Linked DNA regions of Mus musculus: regions 1 and 3 are each linked to region 2. A link is a contact called in public Hi-C and HiChIP or PLAC-seq data. All regions are on one chromosome and are shown on one strand. The core of a region is the stretch at or near the end of the contact, and the rest is flanking DNA. Distances in the headings are between cores, read along the strand shown.

Region 1 (3,134 bases), core at 56-2,555, 120 kb before region 2:
AGAGGTGGAATTGAGGTGTGGGGATGGGGCAAGCAACAGAAAAACAGAGGCATCTAGCAAAAGGGCAGCTCTGAGAATGAATTCCTCCTTTGTGATTATTTAGATTCTACTTAGAACAAGTAAAATTTTATTTTAGTAATAAGTGCTTTGTTGCAGATTCATTTTCTCTCTCTCTCTCTCTCTCACACACACACACACACACACACACACACACACACACACACACACAGACACAGTCTCTGTTCAGACATGCCTTTAAAGAACTTTAAATCCCCCACCCCCCCACCCCCTTGATCTTCTGTCACTGTTAGCTCAGGCTTTCTCACACTTCATCCTAGTTTAGGAAGGATCAAGACCGGGCAGTAAGGGTACAGAGAGAAGTCTTCCTGAGATGTTGAAACTGTATGAGGTGTGGCCCCTTCTTACCTTCAGCAACACCACATCGACAGTCCTGTCCACCTTGGAGATGTCACACAGGCTATAGCGCCTTTTGTGCCGCTCATACATTTTGTACAGATGCAGAAAAGAAGAGACAAAATGTAGACGGATATCTGCTGAATCCAGGGACCAATGTGCTCACACAGGTCCGAAATTCCAAATTCTCACAGTGGGCGGGAGGAGACTTCTGCTTCCAGATTCCTCTATATAGAAAACTCTCGGGTTAAGGAAAAAAAAAAAAAAAAAAAAAAAGCAGACTCCAAATCTGTGAACTAAGTGGGAACTTTCTGGCAACTTCAGAGCACGGAGACGAGTTTATAATTCATAATAAAAGCAGTCTGCAGTAAGATCGCTGCTGTGCAGATCTTGACTGAAAGAGAAGCACAGATCTTTTCCATCACTGCCGAGAACTCCAGTAGAAAAATTAAGGACGAACTGGCTAAGCATAATGGTTGGCACATGTATGCAGAAAACCCAGAGCCAGTAAGCACTTAGCCACGAAGACAAAGGTTTTTTTTTTTTTTTTTAAAAGGAAGGTGGCTATTTCAAAGTGATGGCACGAGAGAATTCCTTAAAACAACAAAGGCAAGAAACCTATATGGAGGCGGGGGGGGGGGGGGGGAGAAAAAAAATCTGGAGGTATTTTCTAGAGTATCCACTTTTTTAGCCAGTCTCCAGCTCTTCAGCAGCAGGGCTGGATTTTGACTTAAGTTGAAAATATCTAAGGACAGCCAGCCGGCCGAGTACAAGGAAAATAGACCACTCCCCCAGATGTCCTCCCTCCCTCCCTCCCTAGCTGGCTGCCGCTAGCTAGCCAGTCCCTCCCTCCGCAGCCTCCACACCCTTTACCCTGCTCTCTCAAGATCGTCATTACTTGCCCTTTCAGACCTGCACCAGCAGCCTTGGAGGTTTGGAAACCTAATTGCAGTGGTGGGAACATGAATCATCTACAGACTAAGAGAAAAAACAAGGCTTCCTTTTCCAACAGGCTTCCTCCTGCTCCTCCTCCTCCTTACAAGTCCCCAGTGAAAAAGGCTCTGTCAGACACCGCAAGGAACGACCTCAGTCCCTTTGATGCCAGTAGTATGCTAATAAAGAAAGGCGGTGTTATACTAAACACTACTAGTCTGTACTACAGCCTTGGCATTCAGGAAAGACACAGAGACCCTGAATCCAGCCAAGGCGTATACAGCATCTCCCTGCAGAATGCAAAGGAATGATTTAATATCAGAAAAATGTTAGCCAAATATTTCAGAGTTATGTCTCTAGGATGTAGAATTAGCTACAAAAATGTCTGGCAAGGGTTAGAAGTCATCACAAGTTAAGGTTTTGTCTCATCTGGGGTCTGAGAAAGTTCTAAAGAAAGTTAAAGAGATGGCATAGGATGAATGTACGCATGTCTCTTAGGACTCTTGGGACTAAGAAGAGTCACGTGGCTGAGACCGCCTTGCCTGTCACACCTCTCAATCATGGGACTATGTGACTTCATTTGCCTGTTTTCTTGCTTCTCCAGACCTCTCCAGTTGCCAGTCTCCTATGCCTCAGGAGCAGACACAGTCGTTCATTTTTAGACACTGGGGACTGTAATAAACATTGGAGGGGTAAAGAGGAAGAGGAATCAAGGAAGCAAAAAGCAGAAAAGAGAGGTGAAAGAATAGAAAAGGGGGTTAAAACAAAACCCTAAAATAAACCCACAGTGGGCTAGGTACGGACATGCCTTTAATCCCAGCACTATGGAGACAGAGCAGGCAGACCTCTGTGAGTTCGAGGATAGCCTGATCCATGACATGAGTTCCATGACAGACAGGGTTATATAAAGAGACTCTGTGCCAAAAGCAACACCAAACAAGGGAAACAGCATTCTAATGCTTTCCGGGAGAAGCAGTCCTACGTTCTCTCTAAGGGGACAGAGTGCAGCCCCTTACACGGATTTGGAGAATGTGAGTGTACAACCTTAAACACCACAACAGAAAGGAAGTGAAGGGACTAAATACTACAGTTTCTCTCAATAATGCAAGCAAAGTTGGTGAAAGGTGTTTTCTTTTTGAAGCTGTGAAAGGGTAACGAAGGTCTAATGAGTCACCATTTCCTCAGGCCAGGTGTTTAAGGAGGCTAGTCTGCTTAGGAGAAAGCAACGGAGCAAACCCAGGTAAGGTGGCCAGTTCTTCACTTACCCATCTGTCTACCCAAACACCACTGTCTCAGCTCCCTCTAACACAAGCCTCATCCTGATCCCACCACAGGTCCATTAAAAGCATGAAGGTGGACAATGTCCTCTTTCTGGTGCTCTAGAGAGCAAGCCTCGCTCACACCGGCACCGTAGACAGTAAGCACATGATGCTTTTCAGTACAGAGGATGCTAGACACAGTAGACACAAGACAATTGAAGAGATGAAGTTGTAAATAAAATTCTTGCTTAAGCTAACCAAAAAAGCACGGGACTCTGTGCAGGAGCATACAAGAACTTTGATATCATGTGGTTTAAGGGCATAGGTCCAAAGGTCCAGGAGGGGCAGGCTTAAGTGTACAAAAAATCTGGCTGCCTATTATATTTTATGGATCAACTTTCACCAAGCTATAATTTAGAATCCCCTCTTCCCAATGAACACAAAGCTGTCTCCCCTCTGTTCTCAAATGGTTTGCTCCTCACTGCCTCTCCCTTCTGTTCTAATTAGAATCAAATGTTTCCTGCTTGC
Region 2 (3,048 bases), core at 160-2,659:
CAACACTAAGAGTGACAAGTCAAGACTCAAAAGACATCTCCGAAGGACAACACTATATGCTCCATTTTGGGGATGCATGTGACCCACCTTACTTTTTCTAGAGTATTTATCCCCATGAAGTGGCTTATACACAGTCGGTGTAAACTACATATACTTAATAACTGCCATGGCCTGGTTTGTAGAATGCAGTGTTTATGCTTGAGACTCTCATGTTGTGGGGAAGGCTCTACCATATTTTACCTTTCTATTTGTAAAATAGAGACAAATAACAAAGGTGTGTAAAATTTTTAACTCTGTGGTGGGCAATAAGGAAATACTCAATAAGTTAAGTTCTTGTTCCTCACACCTGGTATAAATGATGTGACAAGCATTTCATGGCGACTCTTACATTATAATCAATTCCTACATTCTAACATCTAATGCTAATTAATCCACAATCATAAGTACAGGGTAATGCCCAAGATGCTGTTGAGTAAACAGAAACAGTAATCTATTAAATATGCTATACATTATAAAGGTATTCGCTCTGTAGTGCCCTTCTCACCAATACCACACATGTGCCATATCATCCCGCAATGCTGAGCACCTAAATAAATGCTATTAACACCACCACCACAAACAAGCAAATAAGAAAACTTGACAAAGGGTCCATGAGACTGAGCAGGAAGAGGTCTGAAGAGGTAAGGAGATGGTAGTGCACAAGTGATACAAGATATAGGAGTGGGAAGACTGGGGTTAAAAGTGGAGGTGGAGGTACAGGGGAGAGGAGGAGTGGGAGAGGAGCAGACCAAAGCCAAGGGCTATGAAAAGTGCTCATAGAGACATAATATTCTGTAAGTTAGTTTCTAAAAATATTTTCAAAAGGGTTTGACTCTAAATACCCTGTGTGAGTAGACAATGCTGCTTCCAGGAGAAATGAGTTATTAAACAAAAGTCTCAGTGCCAGCTGGGATACAGTCCTACAAGTTACTGATCAGAGAGGGCAGTATAGGTTACTGCCATTGCTTTTGGCCGTCCTCCAGAACTAAATCATAAAATCCTATTGCCAAAACCACAACACACTTTGGTTGCAAAACAGACAGAAAGAAATCTAAAACTGACTTAAAAACTTCATTCCTTCATGGTTAGTTTTCATAGTGCTAGATGATGCTGTGCAGGCAGCTGCCAGGGGAAAGACATCAATCTTATCCAGTACTGAACCTTGTATGTTCATAACTGGTCATATTGTTTACAATAAGTGACTGCTGAGTGATCACATATAACCCTTTCTACCATTAGAGCTCAGGAAATTTCCTTGAAGCAGGGACAGAAATGATTTCTTATTACATTATGTAACAGACAGAGGCTAGGGAGGAATGCCATTGAAAGCTGACATGGCCATGACCTGGCCACTGCACTCATGAATCTGCAACGCAGCTACGGTCACATGCATGAAGTTAAGTCAAGAACATTAGCCACTATTCCAGCGGGCAGTGCTAATTAGACTATGTGGTTAAAACAAAAAAAGAAAAGAAAAGGAGAAAGAGGCATGAAGGTATAAAGTAGAGGTGTTTAATGACTTCTAGGAAGAAATGGGGGATAAGTATGATCAAGATATATACATGGATAAAACTGTCAAAGAGTAAAAGTCTTTTTAAAAAAGAAAGAAAAATCTGGGATTAACTTCAAAAACAAATGAATCTGAATTTCTGTGCCTGTCATGGCTCTTCCAGAGACAAGACAGAAATAGAATGGAAGGCTCTTCTAAGCAGACACTATTGGAGCAAAAGGGAAGGCTGGGTGCTATCTCACCCTGTATTAGGCTTTCACATGACAGATGCAACAACCTCTGGGGACAGGAATACACAAGTTCACCACTTCAGTTATCTTTTGATATTTACAAAGCCTATGATTTCCTACAAATAATGTTTTTGTTGCTTTGCAAATATCCCAATGGAGAAGGAAACTCCCACAATGGAGAAGGCCATTCTACAAGTGAGAACAGCTGTATCCTGTCATCCAAAGGAAAGGAAACTGTTAAGTGACCTAGGCATCCAGAAAAGGGAGAGAAATCCCACAAATTCAGTTAAGTGCTGACATTTATCCCTATGGTAGTAAGAACACACTTTAAATTTAGAAAATTCATACTCAGCTGTGAAACATGTAAATTGATTTCTACAGGGGTTAAAATAGATATCCAGTTAAGAGACTGCCAAAGCCATGCCTTTATACTTCCTCCACTCTCCCCTCCCTTCTATCTCAAAAATAAGCAGCCTAATGGGCCAAGTTATCAGCCACCTGGACTGCCTAAACAGCCCTTACCAGGACACATCCCAAGTCCTATTTGTGGCTTATCTTGCTGGGCCTGGCATAACAGAGCCATGGGGGCCTACCAGCTTGGACACATAACAAAAGCACCATCAACTGAATTACACAAGTAGAATAGAAGGCTAAAGAAGTCACAAACAAGCTAAAAGCAAATAACATTAGCCTTTAAACTAAGAAAAACATCTCTTGTGGCTAAATATTCTACTCAAAGATGATTCCACAATATTTGGGGAACAATGACACTGAAAATCAGGAGAGATGTCAACTTACAAAATAATCTCAAAGTCAGAAGGACCTGTGTTTACTAATAAGACTTAACGTAAAATATCTGTGAGTGTCCTAATGAACTGAAAATGCTACTGAAATGAGAATTCCAATACTTTCAGCAATTTCCTATTTGGGTGTTTTGTTTATTTGGTTAGCTTTTTGAGATAGGGTCTCTGGCTGTCCTGAAACTCGCTCTGTAGAGCAGGGTAACCTCAAATTCACAGAGATCCACCTGCTTCTGCGTCTGAGTGCTGAGACTAAAGGTTTGTACCACTACCACCCAACTTAAATGAAAAGTAACTCTTCCAATGGGACTTAAAAAAAAAAAAAGAAAAATTAGTTATATGTATGTGAGTACACTGCCGCTGTCTTCAGACACACCAGAAGAGGGAATTGGGTCCCATTACAGATAGTTGTGAGCCACCATGTGGTTGCTGGGAATTGAACTTAGAAGTGGTCAGTGCTCTTCACTGC
Region 3 (2,919 bases), core at 215-2,714, 110 kb after region 2:
ACTCTGCCTCAAAAATCGTATGGAAGGGGACAACTTTGAGAAAAGTCTTTTGGTTTTTTTTCTATCTAAGGCTTTATCTATCAAAGGCAAAGAGTCCTAGTTCCTGAACCTCCTCCTTTGCACCAATAGGCCAATGGAGTTAGATTGTGAAGGTCAACTCCCACAAATGGGATGAGAGGCAGGGATAAAAGACTTTCTTGGCCATGGTGCTCACTAGACCAATTTGGACCTTGAAACACTCTTTTCCCCCAAATAAATGACTTACCAAGCTCCTTTTGAATTGGTTTTGTGTTCCTTTGTGGGACACTGAGATTATTCTGTTTCTAAAATGGACTGGCATCCAAAAGTGTACATACACACACACTTTAGAAAACCCAGCCAAATAATACTAGTAATAATTATAATCTGCCCTTATGGTTTACAGGAGATAGAAACTAGAAAAAGGGAACAAATGGCTGTGATTGGCTGAGTCCAGTTGCCTGCCAAGGGTGGGGAGTGTCAATTTACAAACAGTACAAACATATGGGGTTCATTTGCCAGGAACAAATGAATGACTGCTAAGAAGAGAAAGCAACTATCCCCTGTATCTGTGATCCAAAAGGAATTCTTTTAATCTTGTTTTGGGAGCTGTCCATATAGTGTGCTCCATAGCCAAAGGATGCTTCAGACCAGATCTCTTCCTGGGACGTGGTCTGTGGAGAGTCCAAGGTCATTCAGTGCAGCCGGTGCTTTCTGGGTTCTCCTGTCACCAAGAAGGATGTGTGAGCAGCAGCATCTCTGAACCATGAGATTGGTCGGACATGTGGCTTTGGCCTGTGACCTCTTGCGCTTCCTCCTTGAGCTTCAGTGAACCACATCAGAGAAAGTGTCCAATATTTTCAGTGTCAGAAGCTCATAGATTTTAGAATCTTGATGCACTCAGACTAACCTGTATGGCACGAGACACTAGAACCCTCTAAAGACAGCACCCTAAACCACGAAGTGTGCATTTTATTTAATCTCCTATTTTCTACTCTGCTTCCGTATTAGTTCTGGGGTGAGGTTGTGATTCCATTACCTAAGACCTGTGGGCTGAAGAACAAGTCATGTGACTTCCTGGTCTTCAGCTTTCTCATTTGAATCTCAGGACTGTAAGCTGAATCAATAAATGGGGTGTGGTGTTGCACACTTGTAATTCCTGAAGTGAGGCAGGAAGGTCAGAAAACCAAGATCTTCAGCCATCTAGCCAGTTGAATCCAGCTTGGGCTTTACCAGGCAGGCTCTGTCTCAAAACACAAAACCAAAACAAAAACCATGAAGGGCCTAGAAACAGCCTGGTTACTGGGAAAGGGCTAGTAACTACCTGGTTACCACAAGGGATCAGTAAACTATGCTCTTTCCCTTTGTTGCTGTCATTCAGTCCACGTGCTCCCTTTTCAAAGCTATTATCAGACTTCCCTGGAGTCTGTGTTACGCAATTTACAGATAAGCCAGTCAAACAGAAAAGGAATGAAAGGGATGGGCCAGAAAACCATGGGACAGAGCCTCGGGACAGGCAGTGGAGTGGAAAACCTTGGGCTTTGGAATTCCACTGGCCTTGAGTCTCACTTCCATTAGTTCTCAGACAGAAAGCTTTGGGGCAATTCCTTCATATCCCAGACAGTCAATCTCAATAATGATAAAACCAGTTATTGTTGATGGTTGTTACTGTGAGGATAAATAAAACAGGGATGTCTACAAGGAACCTAGCACTCAGTAAGGCTTTCACTTTGTTTAGAAAAGTCAACATAGCTGCAAGGTCAGGGCTGTGTACAGCTTTAACCCCAGCACTCAGGAGGACGAAGAAGGCAGAGCTCTTGTGAGTTCAAGGCTAGCCTGGTTTACAGAGTAAGTTCCAGGACAACCCAAGATACATAATGAGACCCAGTTTCAAAACAAAACAAAACTAAGTCACTATAGCTGGGTATGGTGTTGTAAGCATAGAATCCCAGAGGCAGAAAGATCAGGAGTTTGAGGCCATCCTGGGCTACAAGGAATCTTGTCTTTAAAAAAAAAATGCTGGTATAGGGGATGATATCGTGTCTGTAACGTAAACACTTGGAGGGGCTGGAAGTGGAAGGATCGCTGTGAGTTCTAGGCTAGCATGGGCTGCAGGGAATCCTGGGCTTAGAGTAAGTGAGATCTTGCCTCAACAACAATAACAACAACTATCACCAGAACACAACCAAAAACGTCATTAATGTGTAGGAAAATGTGACCGTCAAGTAAGAATCCTCCATAAAAATGCAGAGAGAACTATTAATTTTTCTGAAGCTAAAGACATCTAGACCATTGCTCATTCATTTCCCTTTCTGCTTGATTATTTTTTCCTCTTATGTTGGTGGTGAGGCAGAGAAAATAAGTCAGCCAACAATGCACGCCTGACTACCTATTGGATACAAAGAGAATGCTATGCATTATGGGTGAGGTGTCAAATAAGTAAAAGAATCTTTGTCCCCAAGAAGCTGCTGACCTAATTAGAAGAAATAAAAATAGGCAAAAGGGGCCATTTAAAACATCCACAGAACAATAGCCTGTTCACCAAAGACAGCCAATGGATGTGAAGGAGTGACCACAGGTGGCTAAAGCAGGGAGAAGAGGCCCCAGCAGAAGCCCAGCCCTGGAATAAAAGCTCTCCTGTGTGGGATGGTGACCTCATTAACTCTCTGCACACCAGGAAGGCATTGTGCTCAGGTAATGAGATAACAAGAGCAGAGGCTGTTGGGCAATTGAATGAGGTCAATCTTACATCGGTATGTTACTACCTGTTGCGGGCCTTGGAAACGTAAACAAATGCTAGCCATCTACCCAAACTGGCTTGTTGGAAAAAAAAAAAAAAAGAGTTAAAACTCTAACCTACCCACAAGACAGACACTATGCCTATGATCATTGCTTTATGTG

Evidence for each region. HiChIP or PLAC-seq counts read pairs in DNA pulled down with a chosen protein or histone mark. A called contact is a pair of places that touch in the nucleus more often than the background predicts.
Region 1: a CTCF HiChIP or PLAC-seq map of the NIH/3T3 cell line shows a contact between it and region 2, with 13 read pairs. The contact joins two enhancer-like sites. A contact is called at or near these places in 1 of 15 datasets of contacts at CTCF or cohesin (the NIH/3T3 cell line), 1 of 484 Hi-C or Micro-C datasets (uterus), 1 of 115 datasets of contacts at active chromatin or transcription factors (intestinal villus epithelium) and 2 of 9 other capture datasets (adipose tissue and liver).
Region 3: a Hi-C map of liver shows a contact between it and region 2, with 1.5 times the contacts expected there. The contact joins two enhancer-like sites. A contact is called at or near these places in 1 of 15 datasets of contacts at CTCF or cohesin (the NIH/3T3 cell line), 9 of 484 Hi-C or Micro-C datasets (CD4 T cells, CD8 T cells, bone marrow-derived macrophages and 4 more) and 5 of 115 datasets of contacts at active chromatin or transcription factors (T-cell acute lymphoblastic leukemia, bone marrow-derived dendritic cells, extraembryonic endoderm stem cells and 2 more).

Annotation. Positions count from the first base shown.
Region 1 is chr7:75,640,757-75,643,890 of GRCm38.p6, reverse strand. All of the region lies in intron 8 of Akap13 (A kinase (PRKA) anchor protein 13), which reads right to left. Among named protein-coding and RNA genes, the nearest start is that of AU020206, 140 kb to the left of the region's middle. Within about 2 kb of position 1,305, at least 228 of the 459 cell types and tissues checked have an H3K27ac peak or open chromatin away from gene starts, as enhancers often do. A contact at or near this core is called in the NIH/3T3 cell line, adipose tissue, liver and 1 more, where this site is marked.
Region 2 is chr7:75,524,247-75,527,294 of GRCm38.p6, reverse strand. All of the region lies in intron 1 of Akap13 (A kinase (PRKA) anchor protein 13), which reads right to left. Among named protein-coding and RNA genes, the nearest start is that of Akap13, 70 kb to the right of the region's middle. Within about 2 kb of position 1,409, at least 38 of the 459 cell types and tissues checked have an H3K27ac peak or open chromatin away from gene starts, as enhancers often do. A contact at or near this core is called in the NIH/3T3 cell line, adipose tissue, heart atrium and 2 more, where this site is marked.
Region 3 is chr7:75,414,251-75,417,169 of GRCm38.p6, reverse strand. No RefSeq gene overlaps it. Among named protein-coding and RNA genes, the nearest start is that of Gm46017, 22 kb to the left of the region's middle. Within about 2 kb of position 1,464, at least 71 of the 459 cell types and tissues checked have an H3K27ac peak or open chromatin away from gene starts, as enhancers often do. A contact at or near this core is called in heart atrium, liver and uterus, where this site is marked.